2 separate regions of the Rattus norvegicus genome follow, and region 1 is linked to region 2. Evidence: chromatin contacts called from public Hi-C data. All regions are on one chromosome and are shown on one strand. The core of a region is the stretch at or near the end of the contact, and the rest is flanking DNA. Distances in the headings are between cores, read along the strand shown. Region 1 overlaps LOC134480241 (a long non-coding RNA gene). Region 2 has its middle 15 kb from the start of Susd5.

Region 1 (6,612 bases), core at 3,944-6,443, 60 kb before region 2:
AATTAGCCTTGGGACATCAGGTCTCCGGTGCAGCGCTGGTCGATAAAAGAACACACACACACACACACACACACACACACACACACACACACACACACGGGATTCTCGGTGCCGTGCGCTGGTCGATTAAAGAACACACACACACACACACACACACACACACACACACGGGATTCTCGGTGCCGTGTCGCTGGTCGATTAAAGAACACACACACACACACACACACACACACACACACACACACACACGGGATTCTCGGTGCCGTGTCGGTGGGGGCATCGACAGCAGGGAGGCCTGTAGAGAAGCTTGGACCTGGGACCTAGGACGGAAGGCTGGGCAGCCATGTGGGTTGGAGACAGATGCCCGGGGTTCTGACAATCTGTGGAAAAGCCTTTGGGTTGCACAGAGGAGTGTTAGCTCCACAGGGGTCACTTACTGCCCTGCCGCAGGAAACCTGAGCAGTGGGGGTGGACGCAGGGTGTTGGGAGTGGGCTGCTACAGGGTCTCCCGGAGCAAGGGCTGAATCCGGAAGTGGTCAGATTCCACGCAGAATTTGAAAGCACAGACCCGGGAGCTGATAATGGGGTGTGTGTGGAATGTAAGAGGAGAAGGCTTGAGGGTGATAGCAAAGGGTAGGCCTGAAAACCGGGGAGGATGACGCTCCCTCATTTACCAACGTCGGTGAGAGGCTAATACCGTCAACGTAACAGGATTTAGATGGCCTAGGAGACAAGGCTCTAGGCTTGCCTGGGAGGGAGTTTCTATGGGTAAACTGAGGTAGAAAGACCCACCCTATAACTGTGCTTGCCCGCTCTCCTGGGCTGGGATTCTGGACTGATAAAAAGTGAAAGTGAACTGGTACCAGTGTTCATCTCTCTGCTTCCTGAGGTAACTGAATGTGACCAAGGGCTACGTCCTGCTTCAGCCACCCCAGCTTCTTTCCAGTGGGATGTCTGCCTGAACCAAACCCTGAAATAAACTCTTCTTCCCCTAAACTGCTTCTTGTCAGCATTTGGTCACAGGGAACAGGGAAGTGACTAATGGCAACAGTGGGCAGGGAAGGGATCTGGGGCAGAGCTGGTGGCCTGAGGTTGGTCTGAGAGGCCCAGGCTACAAACAGTGGAATCATCAGAGGGCGGAGCCTGAGGCAGGGGTACCAGTATACATGTTTTTTTTTTTTTCCCATACAGGGATGTGTGTGGGCACATGTACACCACGGCAAGCATGTGAAGGGTCAAAGGACAGCCTTGGGTGTAGGGCTCAATGGCTACCTTGTTCACTGTTATGTACTCCAGGCTAGCTGGCCCAGGATTCTTCTACCTTTGCCTTCTTTCTCACTGAGGGAGTGCTGGGGTTATAGCGTGACTGTGGGTTTGAACTCAGGTCCTCATCATTGTGAGACAAATATGTGACCCTCTGACCATCTCCCTAGCCCCACAGATGGTTTCTTATGGGGTGCTCTCAAGGACCCCTGTGACTGCCTCTTTCAAGCACTCGTTGACAACTTTTAACAGCTAGTGACTTCTACAGAGGACAGTTCTCCTGAGGAGAAGTCGCGGGTCTGCCATAGCCAGCATGCCCAGGGTTCTGAGGTTGTGTGAGGGACTGGGAAATCCACTATTGAGTCCCTAGCATGTCAGGAACATGTGAAGCCATCAGGTGATGTAGAGATGTGCATGATGAAAGGCTGCCATGGGGAGCTGAGGGCAGAACCCAGGGCTCTCTAGGACATGGGGAAAAGCTTGAGGAGCTAGCCTTGGGCCACAGAGGGCCAGGAGGATGGGGGTCCAGAAACCTGAGACATCTTTAACTTGTGACTACTTGTTCAGTTGGGACCCTGTGTAGGAAGAAGCAGGCACAACATTTGGGAGATGATGTCCCATTATGGACTGAACACAATAAATCTTCGTATTATGGGGATTCATTGAGGAAACCCACACATGCAGGGGTAATGGTAGCTCAGGTGGTAAAACACTTGCCTTGCTGGGAGCTTGAGTTCCAGCCCCCAGAACCCATCTTGAAACACCAACAGCTGGCAAGATAGCTCAGTGGGTAGAGGTGGCGGACACTAAGCCTGACAACCTGGGTTCAGTTCCCCAGACACTCGTGGTTCCAACGGACTGTTGCAGGTCACCCTCTGACCCTCAGCTGCCTCTCCCCTCCCTCAGAAAAAACCTGAGCAATGGCTGCCGGCTGGAAACGAGCTGGAAGACCAGTCTAGCTTACTTGATGACTGTCAGGCCAGTGAGAGACCCTGTCTCAAAAAATAGGACCTGAGGAATGACACTTGATGCTGTTCTTTGATAGATACACACTCAAGACGCGCACGCGCGCGCGGAGGTTGGAAGTGGAAGGCTGTCTTTTTTTTTTTTTTTTAAGATTTATTTACTTTTATGTGTATGAGTGTTTTGCCTCCATGTCTGTCTGTCTGTGTGCAATGTGCATATCTAGTACCTGAGGAAGACAGAAGATGCCCCGGAACTTGAATTACCACATGGGTGCTGGGACTAGAACTTGGAAAAGCAGCCAGTGCTCTTGACTGCTGAGCCATTTTTCTTTCCAGTCCTGAAGAATTGCCTTGATTATTTTAATTGATGTGGTTGGGTCCAATCCACTATGGGTGGAGCCATTTCCTGGACTGGTGGTCCTGAGCTGTATAAAAGCTAATTGAGCCTGAGCCTGTGAGCCCGAAAAGCAGCACTCCTCGGTGATTCCTGTCTTGGGAAGGTGGGTGGGTGGGGGTTTGCTTGAGTTCTCGCCCTGACTTGCATCAATAGACTGTAAACTGTAAGTTGAAATAACCTTTTCCTCCTGTTAAATTTCTCTCAATCTAAGTGTTTTATCACAGCAACAGAAGCAAACTAGAGCAGCCTCGAAGCGTAAATTCCCCTTCCTTGCCTTGCCCCACCCACTGTTCTACCAGAGAAACTTCATTGGGAGAACTGGGGATGAGTCACGCGGCAGGTAGGAGGCAGGGCTGGGGTGTGGCCGGGCTCGGTCTAGAAGCTGCCCAAGAATTCCAGAGAACCTGGTGGTGTTGAATTTGCCTTAAGGCTGTAGTGACATCTACAGGTGCTTACTCCTCTCTGTAGCCCTTAAAGTGGCCACTTGGTCCTTGTCCTTGGAGTTAGGGTGCAAATAGCAGGGTTACGGTTTGAGTTGGGGCCTTTAAAAGTTGATTTCCCGGTTCAGCAGTGTGTTCTCTGGTGACAGTATTTTCGAGGGTGACAATGCTGTGGTTTGAAGTGCTACAGTCTGTTGGTTTAGTTGGGGCAGGACACTGTTCTGTAGCTCTGGCTGGCCTGGGAAGTTGCTCTGTAGTCTTCTTGCCTTAGCATTCTGAATGCTGGGATGATGGGCGTGCACAACCAGATCCACTGAAATTATTTTATTTCAATGGAAACCAGGTCTTCTCTCTAAGATAAATAAATAAATAAATAAATAAATAAATAAATAAATAAATAAATAAATAAATAAATGTGAACTTGTTCCTTCGTATCTGCCATGCAATCACTCGGTGGCTTCAGCCAATGCCTTCCCACCTCTGATTCTTGGAAGAACCTTGAAGGTCTTTGGATTCCATAAGGTCGCCATCAGAATGGTGTATACTTTTGGGAAATAAAATTTGTTTTCTTGTTTTTTTTTTCTTTTTTTCAGAGCTGGGGATCGAACCCAGGGCCTTGCGCTTGCTAGGCAAGCGCTCTACCACTGAGCTAAATCCCCAACCCCAAATTTGTTTTCTTGTAAAGCATGCAGTGTAAGTTTATGAGGATTTCCATGTCTGCATTGAGATAGTTTATTTATTCTCTGTCCCGAGCATGGAGCAGTGGCTGTCTGTGAGTGACCCCATCACAGTGGGGCATCTGCTCAACTCTAGGAACTTCCAGAAGTCTGAGTGTCATACCCTAAGGGCTGTCACTTAGACTCAATATATAATCTGGTTTTGTGTTTTGAGATCTGGAGCCTTGCTTTATAGCCCAGGCTAGTCTTGAACTGAAGGTCGTCCTCCTGTTTCAGTCTCCTAAGTGCTGGGATGATGGGTGTGAACCCCATACCAGCCTTAGGCTTGACTTCCAGAGAGAAGTGCCAAGGAAAAGTTAGTGTACACACATGCGTGTAAGGTTGACCAACAGCCTACCAGATTCAAGATTACTTCTTGTTCTTTTGAGGCAGGTTCTCACTGGGTAGCCTGCCTAGTTTAGAACTTGCTACAAAGTCCAGGCTGGCCCCAAAGTCACGCAGATCCACATGCCTCTGCCTGCTGAGTACAGGGATTAAAAGGGTGAGCCAACACACAGATTCTTTTTCCTTCTCCTTCTCCTTTTCTTTCAAGCTGAAGATGACCTTGAACTCCTGATCCTCCTGCTTTTAATCTCTCCAGTGCTGGGATGACAAGGTGTGAGCCAACATCCTTCAAGTAAAAGGAATGTTGGAATGCATGGCAGGCAAGGTGTGTGTGTGTGTGTGTCTTGAGGTCTTGAGGATTGGACCTAGGGCCTTGTGCATGCTAGGTAAACACTCACTAGTGAGCTGTGTCCCCAAGCCAGAGCACTAGTTTGAGCACCTGAGTGTGTTTCTGAGTTCAAGGCATTCTGATGGTCACTAACTGGCCCCCACTCACCTCTGGGATCCAGGAGAGCTGCTGGGAATGTTACCCACAAAGGCTGCCCTAGGAAGGAAGCGTGTGCTCTTAGGAGCCCTTATTAGGGGAATGTTAAGCACAAAAATTTTATTGAACCCAGCCCAGTGGCAAACAGAAAAAGATCTGTTAGATTGTCAGTGGGCAGGGGTTTATTATAGCCACTGGGGGAATGACCAGTGGCCTGGTTTCTGCCAACTTTTATGGAAATAACTTTTTTTTTTTTAAGTTTTAAATGTGCACTGCAAACCAAAGCTGCTTCTTTTTTTTTTTTTTTTAAATCAATACTTAAACTGTGGGGAGAAGATGGATTAGCGCCAGAGCAAACATTCTCACTTAATAGTGTTTGAACATAGGATGGCAGTGCAGTTGGTAGCGAGGCTGTGAGGAGAAACCACAACTAACCGTTCATCGCAGCTGTCTGAACTCTTGATCGTCTGCCATCCCCCAAACAGCGACTTCTTTTTTCTGGTGACTCCAGACTTGAATGACCTAGTGTGGGGAGTAGAAACTATGTGCACGGGGGCGGGATGGGGAGAACCTTAAGTGAGCCCCAGTCAAAAGGTTTATGTATTGCTCTTCCTGTCTGCAGCCAGGGGCAGCACCAGTCCCCGTCTGCCTTAGTCTCGTGTTCCCGAAAGAACAGGCACCAGGGTAGCCCAGGTTTGTATAGACTGACCTACTCCAATCCACTCGGGTTTGCATGGGCTAACCCACTCAAACCCAGCGAGACAGCAGTGCTGTGCAAGTGCTGTGTGTGTGTGTGTGTGTGTGGTGTCTGTGTGTGATTGTGTAATTGTGTGTGTGCCTGTGTGTGTGATTGTGTGGTGTGTGTGTGGTTGTGTGTGTGTGCTTGTGTGTGGGTGTGATTGTGTGATTATGTGTGGTCTGTGTGTGTCTGTGTTCGTGATTGTGTGATTGTGGGTGTGATTGTAATTGTGTGTGTGTGATTGATTGTGTGATTGTGTATGTGATTGTGTGTGATTATGTGTGGTGTGTGTGTGATTGTGTGATTGTGTGTGTGTGTGGTGTGTGTGTCTGTGTGATTGTGTGTGTCTGTGTGATTGTGTGTGTGTGTGTGTGTGTGTGTGTGTGCTTTTGAAAAATCTCTCTTGGTAACATACCAACAGCTCTCCTAGTACCTCAGAGCATCCGCCACAGATTCCTGGCTTGGGATACTTGTGGCTTTGCTTTAGTTCCTTCTTGGGAGCGGGCACACAAGATATCAGTGCCTCAGTTTACAAAGGGAAGGTAGCCATAAGCTGTTGTGGTTCGTGCCTGTAAACAGGAGCCTGAGCAAGTAGGATCACGAGTTCAAGGCCAACACGGGGTTCTAGGCCAGCCTGGGCTAACTAGCAGGCTTGTGTCTTGGAAGCAAAAAGAAGAAAGGGAGGGCGGAGGAAGCAGCTTGTTGACACAGCGGTTGCCCTGCAGACACCGGGACCTGAGTCCGATGCCAGCAGCGTGTAAGAAGCAAACAGATGAAGTGGTGCACGATGCTTATACTCCCAGCACTGGGGAGGAGGGAACAGGCACTGGCCAGCTGGCCTCCCTAGGTCCCAGAGAAGGATGCTGTCTCAAAAACCACAGCTCCTGAGGGATGACACTTACGGTTGACCTCTACCTGCACAAGTATGGACACACAAAGGAAAGAAATTTGTAAATATGGCCGGGAGATGAGAAATTGAGTTTTGTTTCCCACAGTGATGGCGAGCTGCAGCCTCGAATGTTATTTCTGGCCGTGTCTACCCCTAGAGTTAGAGTGGTATGTTCATTCTCTGTCTTGGAGGAAATTAGAACTTGGAAAATAGTTGGGAAAAGAACCCCCCCTTTTTTTTTAAGTTAGTTTAAGTGTTTTATTTTGGTTATTTCCCACTGTTTCTCCTCCATCCACTGGGCTCAGGGATCGTAGCCATACCCAGTCATTCCAGGACGCTACTGCAGTGGACTCTGTTCTCTCAAGTCCTGAGGT
Region 2 (6,605 bases), core at 3,244-5,743:
TTCTCTTTCTTTCTTTCTTTTTTTTTTTTTTTAATTTTTGCTATGGGTGTTTTGCCGTCATGTATGCAGTGCCCATCCCGAAGCTCCATCTGCTTGCTTTCTTATACAGCCCACGCCCCTCTGCCTAGGGATGGCACCACCCACAGTGGACTGGACCCTCCTCTATCAATTAGCAACGAAGAAAGTGCCCCACAGACGTGGCTACAGGCCAGTGTGATGGACACGGTTCCTCAGTCAAGGTTCTCTCTTCTGAGATGACATCGGGTTTGTGTAAAGTGACACCGAGCTAGAGCAGTAGGTTTTCTTTCTCCCCAAGCCATCCTCCTGGCTCCAAGTCCACCATTTTTTCCCCTTTTGGTTTGTGCTTTGTTCTGATTGCTCACCATCTCCCTGCACTTCCTTCTTGCTCGTCTCCTGTCCCCAATCTCATCGCCAAATGCTTCCTCTGTTTTAGGTCTCTGCTCCCCTTGGCTTCCCACCACAACTCTGCATGCGCCCAGCAGGAATAAACACCCCACAATATTATACTCACAGATGAGGATCATACTGGGCTCTCCTCAGAGCTAGACCTCTACGATCTTCAGGATCCCCTAGGCTGGATCCCCCAGGATCCCAGCTGGGCTTCTTGCCCTCCCCACCTGAAAAGAGAGGACACGGAGTGTCCTGGGACCCTCGCTTGAGTGTCCAGCCACTCCTCCCAATTAGCTGTGTATAAGTCTGTCCCAACTGCACAACACCTTGGGGTCTCTGAGAGGGGTTAGAGGAAGTCAGTGGAGGGAAACACCGGAAGGAGCTCCATCTACACAGCCATGGAAGAGCCTTCAGCTGAGCGCAGACCCTTCAGTGCAGCCATGTTAAGGCCACCTATGCTCCAGCCTGTGACCCTCACCCCTAACTCTGTAAAGTAAGCCTGATTCACTGGTTGTTTCCCAAGAGTAGACATTGGTGGACTCACACCATAGGAGGAGGGATGCCTAGACCTTGCCATGGGAAGTTCACCGTTCCAAAGATTTTGCTTTGAGCTGGGCATAGCAGTGCATGGCTGTAATTCCACAACTCGGGCGCTGGTAAATCGAGAGAGCTGAGTTCGAGGCTGGCTTACCAGACTTAGTAAGGCTCTGGCTCAAAGTCAAACATGAAAGAGAGGCAGGTCAACTAAGCAGTTCAGTGGCCAAGTGCCCGCCTACTTTTCGGGAGGCACGGCAATCAATCCGCAGCACTACAGACGTGAAGGGGCTGGAGAGACGCCCAGCAGCTTGGGGTGCTTGCTGCTCTTCCAGAGGGACTGGGGTTCAGTTCCCAGCACTCAGGTTGGGCGGCTCACAATCGCCTGTAACTCCAGCTCTGAGGAATCGGATGCCCTTTCCTGGCCTCCATGATCACCCAAACACACGAGGTTACACTCACACATATGCAAAACAAACAAAAATACATTTTAAAGGAAGGGAAGGAGAGAGGGCAAGAGGGAGGAGGAGAAAAGATAATTAAACCACAGGAAGGACAATGGGCCTGTTCATAGCAGTGTATATGACAAGAAGCCACGTGGGACACCCTGTGCCTGCACAGCTGGTCCACTGTGATTATGCTTATGGGTCTGTCCCGTTCCACACCGTTGGGTGGGGTCTTAAGATCTCTCTGTGGTTTGGAGGGTCTACACCACTTCTATCCTGGTGACTGATGTGTACTGGTTGTCAAAGATTTGCTGAATGAGGGAGGTGACTTCCACAACACTGAAGATTTGTCTCCCATAGTCCTTCTGGCTCTACACCCCGCCACTTCAGACTCAGTGTCGGCAGCGTCTCCACCGAGCAGTCCTCCTGGTAACTAAGCCCCACTCCCTCCACAGATGGCCCCTCCCACACCTTGCCCCCACAGGACAGCCTCGTAGAGCTCAGTAACTTGGCTCCAGAATAGAACATTTAAGCTGTCGGTCCATCTGTCTCACCTGCCTCGGTAAGGTACCATGAATGTTCTTGAAGACGGAGAGCACATCCTTTCTGGATTGCTTGCTTTTGTTTAAGTTGCATGAGCAAGGACATGTTTTTTCTTTTACTGGCATATTCTCATTGTGCATGGCGTTGTGGTCACAGAGCAGCTCTGTCTCTGGCCTGTCAGGTACTTTGACCGTCTTGCCCTCCTGCTCCCTCCTTTTCTTCTCTTCTCCCCTCTGCCTCCCCTGTTAGTCTCCTCCCTTCCCCTCCCCTCCCCTTCCTGATGTCATATCATATATGCGTATGTATGTCTATATATTTATATGTAGATGTATAGATATGGTTTTACACAGCTATAAAGAATTCTATGACTCACACATGAGGAAAATGTGGTATTATTTTAAACCTCGCTTACTGAGTTTAATGTGACAGTTTCCAGTTTCATCCATTTTTCGACATTTGATTCTTTTAATAAAAATATTTTTATTTGTGTGTACCACATGCATGCAGTTGCTTAAGGAAGCCACAAGAGGGCAGCAGGTCCTCCGGAGCCAGAGTCACAGGTGGTTCTGAGCTGCTGGAATTGAGCAGTGGGGACCAAACTCAGTTTCTCTAGAAGAGCATCACGTGGCTCTTACGTGCTGTGCTCTCTCTGCAGCCCCGCCATTCATTCTTTGTAGATGACTAGCATTCCATTGTGCAGATTGGTGGTGGGATCCATTGTTCACGTGACAGGATCTAGATTGACCTAGAAAACAAATCTCTGGATGTGTCCTTGAGAGAACTGCTACGTTAAGTTAATTGAGAAGACCCATCCTTAAGGTGGGTAGTGCCGTTCATGGCTGAGGTCTGGGACCGAAAGGTGGGCGACCAAGAAGAACTGAGCACCATGTAAAAGCCAGGGGTGGTGATGTCATCTTTAATCCCATTCCTGGGGACAGAGCCAGGAAGATCTCCAGAGTTCACTGGGCAGCCAGCTGCCCTGACTGAACCAGTGCACTGGAGGGTCAGTGGGAAACCCTGGAGGGAGACACCAGCATCCACTTCCGGCATTCGCATGTGTCCACGTGTCTACATAGGACAGATATACATGCAAACACCACACACACACATACATACACACATACACACACATGCACACACTACACATACATACACATGCACACACATACTACACATACACACACATACTACACATATACACACACATACTCATACATATCCCACATACACACATGCACACACACATACTACACATACACACACATGCACACACACATACTACACATACACACACATACTACACATATACACATACACACATGCACACACATACTACACACACATACTCATACATATCACGAAAGCACACACATACACACATACCATACATACACACACATATACACACAAACCACACATACACACACACCACACACCCACATAAACACACATATACACACATACACATACATATCACACATACAAGCACACAAACACACACACATACACACACATACCATACATACACACACATATACACACATACACACATATACACACACATACACTCACAAACACACACATATCACACATACACACACACAAACCCACACACATACCACACATACCACACATACACACACACATACCACACACACACACACACACACACACACACACACACACACACATATGAAACCCAGCTGATGTGCCCATTTCCAGCAGAATGAACCCAAATCAACCTTTCTCTCTTCAGCTGCTTTTGTTGAGTACTTGGCCGTAACAATGAGAAAAGCGGCTAATACACTGCGTGTGCCACGCCCTCTTCATTCATAAATCCTTCATCTGTTCAACTCCTAAGCCAATCATTTACCTTGGTCACAGCGCTGTGGTAAACGTGAATACTCAGGTGTCTCTGCAGTAAGCTGTCTTAGGCTCTATCCAGTGGACACTCAGGAGTGGCATAGCTGGGTAGCTCTGGCTTCAGAATTTTCAAATGTTTATTTATCTATTCGTTACTTAGTGTGTGTGTGTGTGTGTGTGTGTGTGTGTGTGTGTGTGTGTGTGGTGTGTGTGTGTGTGGTGTGTGTGTGTGGTGTGTGTGTGTGTGGTGTGTGTGTGTGTGTGGTGTGTGTGTGTGGTGTGTGTGTGTGTGGTGTGTGTTTGTATGATGTGTGTGTGGTGTGTGTGTGTGTGGTGTGTGTGTGTGGTGTGTGTGTGTGTGGTGTGTGTTTGTATGATGTGTGTGTGGTGTGTGTGTGTGTGTGTGTGGTGTGTGCGTGCGTGCATGTGTGCACACGTGCATATACACCTATCTATGAGTCCAGTGTCTCTCTCAGTTGCTGTCCACCTTATATTTTGAGACAGGGTTTCTCATTGAACCACAGTCCATCATTTAGCTAGACCGGCGGGCCAGCCAACTCCAGGGATCCTCCTGTTTCTACCTCCCCAGAACTGGAATTGCTTGCATGTCGCCGCTGTGGCTGGCTTTTCACAAGGGTGACTGGAATTTGAACTCAGGTCCTTCTGACTGCCCAGCACTTTACCAACTGTACTGTCTCCCCAGTCCCTCAGGGTCTGCTCTATAGGACACAGCCCATTGCCATGTGTTTTTGCCTTCTGTGGCTACTGCAGGCCTAGGCACATCTTGTGTGTTTTCGCTAAGTGAAGGAAGGCTTCGTGTGCCTGCAGAGCTGGGCTATAGCAGCCAATATAGAATTTCAGACCCGTTTGATGTGCAGCAGCCTTACAAATCATCTTGCTACCAGCTACCGAAAGCACTAAAAAAACCCAGAGCACAATGTGGCATTTACTTGTGAGCTGCCTTGGAGGCCCCCGAGGCTGTGGGCTAGGTCCTGGGTAAACACAGGCGGGCACTGAAGAGCCATTGTGGACACTGGGCTTCTTTCAAGTTGCTCTGGGGTCTGAAGCCGATTTGCAGCTGGACCCCAGTCATTGCCAAGACTGCTCCCTGCCTCCCAACCCTCAATTTACCTCCCCTGCCTCTTTTAAAAATTAACTAAAAGAAACCATCCAGGGAGAAGCTGTTGGCCTGCAGGCTGCCGGTGGCAGGAGACTTTTGTATAAGCACAGGGTTAGAGCCTAATCCTCAGAGCAGGGATGAGTCCTCAGACAGGGGTGCTGAACACTGGACCCCAAAGGAAGCCCCATCTGGACTTGGAAGGCAGGCAGGTCAGGGCTGCCAAAGAGAAGGCCTGGCGCACTCAGGAGTCTTACTTCTGGGTGGGTTTTGTCCCTGGCTGTTTCTGTGCTGGTATTTCAGGGATCCCGGGAAGTTCCCAGTCTCTCAGGAAGCCCCTGCAGGCTCCAGATGGTATCCTGTCGTCTTCTTCCTTTCTTGTTGAAATGCAGATGGTCCTGAGAGGGACAGCTCTGGTATTTAAAGCCTGTGGTTAATTCTGGCTTTCCTGATTTAATTTGCAACTTTCTTGGGGCCTCCTTTCACATTTCTGGACCGTGGTCACTTTCCTTTAACACACATCATAATGTCGCCTAGGTAGAGGTTGTGTTTATTTAAAAACAAGATCTTGCAGGCTGAAGAGGTGGCTCAGTGGTTAAAAGTGTGTATGACTTTTGCAGGGGTCCAGAACTCAGGTTTCACCTTTTAACTCCAGATCCAAATCCAGGGGATCTGATGCCGCTGGCTCCAGTGGGCACCTACACTCACGGGCACTCCCATTCTTCACATAAATAATGATGATGATGATGATGATGATGATGATGATGATGATGATGATGATGATGATGATGATGGTGATCATCATCATCACCAAAAGGGGACTTTAGAGATCACAAATTAACCAGTGAAACATAGCCTTGCTTTGAGAAACAATTAAGCTGACCTTCTCACTGACCCCTCTGTAGGGGCCAGCAACAGCGACAGCCCTCTTAGGGGCTATCTATCCAAGACTGACCCCAGATAGCCCAAGGATTACTGGTCCTCTTGTGCCCACTGGTATACATGTGTTTGTCCGTCTTCATGCCCAAATCTTTGTTTCTAGGAACGGTTGTCTTCGTACCAGACACAGCAAACCCTCCCAAGGCTCTGCAGAGTTAAAACCGTGCATCTGAGATCTGTGCTGACACGGGCTTTGTAGTGAATCTTAGCAAAGGTATTCTCCCTGCCTTTATCTTTTCCCTTCCTTTGGTCCTCCACCTCCCCCTTCCAGTCCCCCACTCCCACCCTCCTTGGCTGAGCAAGTACTGAGCTTGAACCCAGGACACATGTCAGATGAACAAAGCCACCCTGGACTCCACCCCCAGCACAGGCACACGGTCCTTCCCATCTCCTTGAGAAGAGGTGCTTGAGGGGTTCAACGTTGGCCAGGAGAGAATGCACGTCACCAACTTATCGAGGGTTAAACATTCCTTTGTGTGATTTCTGGTTCTGGTTCTGCTGCACAAAGCCCAGTGAAGGCAGAGGTTGATGTGTTTATAGAAAGAGAAAGAGAGGGGGGACATGCTCTGTGTAGATGTGGTGAAGTATGGGCAAGGGGGTGCCTCCGAGGGTCCATGCTGAGGCATCCCTTCCCCCTGAGGGACCAGCCAGAATAGAGTTTATTCAGGACATGGGGCGGGGAGATGAGAGGGTAGTAGAGACAAAGGGAGGGAGAGAGAGAGAGAGAGAGAGAGAGAGAGAGAGAGAGAGAG

What was found. Hi-C and Micro-C count contacts between places; a contact is called where the count stands out from the background.
Region 1: a contact with region 2 is called in a Hi-C map of the Rat2 cell line, with 4 times the contacts expected there. The contact joins two enhancer-like sites. A contact is called at or near these places in 4 of 12 Hi-C or Micro-C datasets (the Rat2 cell line, Schwann cells, kidney and 1 more) and 1 of 1 datasets of contacts at active chromatin or transcription factors (oligodendrocytes).

Annotation. Positions count from the first base shown.
Region 1 is chr8:122,918,197-122,924,808 of GRCr8, reverse strand. LOC134480241 (a long non-coding RNA gene) reads left to right here. Exons shown (of 3, transcript XR_010054498.1): 3 at 890-2,807. Among named protein-coding and RNA genes, the nearest start is that of Crtap, 24 kb to the left of the region's middle. Within about 2 kb of position 5,193, at least 14 of the 93 cell types and tissues checked have an H3K27ac peak or open chromatin away from gene starts, as enhancers often do.
Region 2 is chr8:122,857,064-122,863,668 of GRCr8, reverse strand. No RefSeq gene overlaps it. Among named protein-coding and RNA genes, the nearest start is that of Susd5, 15 kb to the left of the region's middle. Within about 2 kb of position 4,493, at least 3 of the 93 cell types and tissues checked have an H3K27ac peak or open chromatin away from gene starts, as enhancers often do.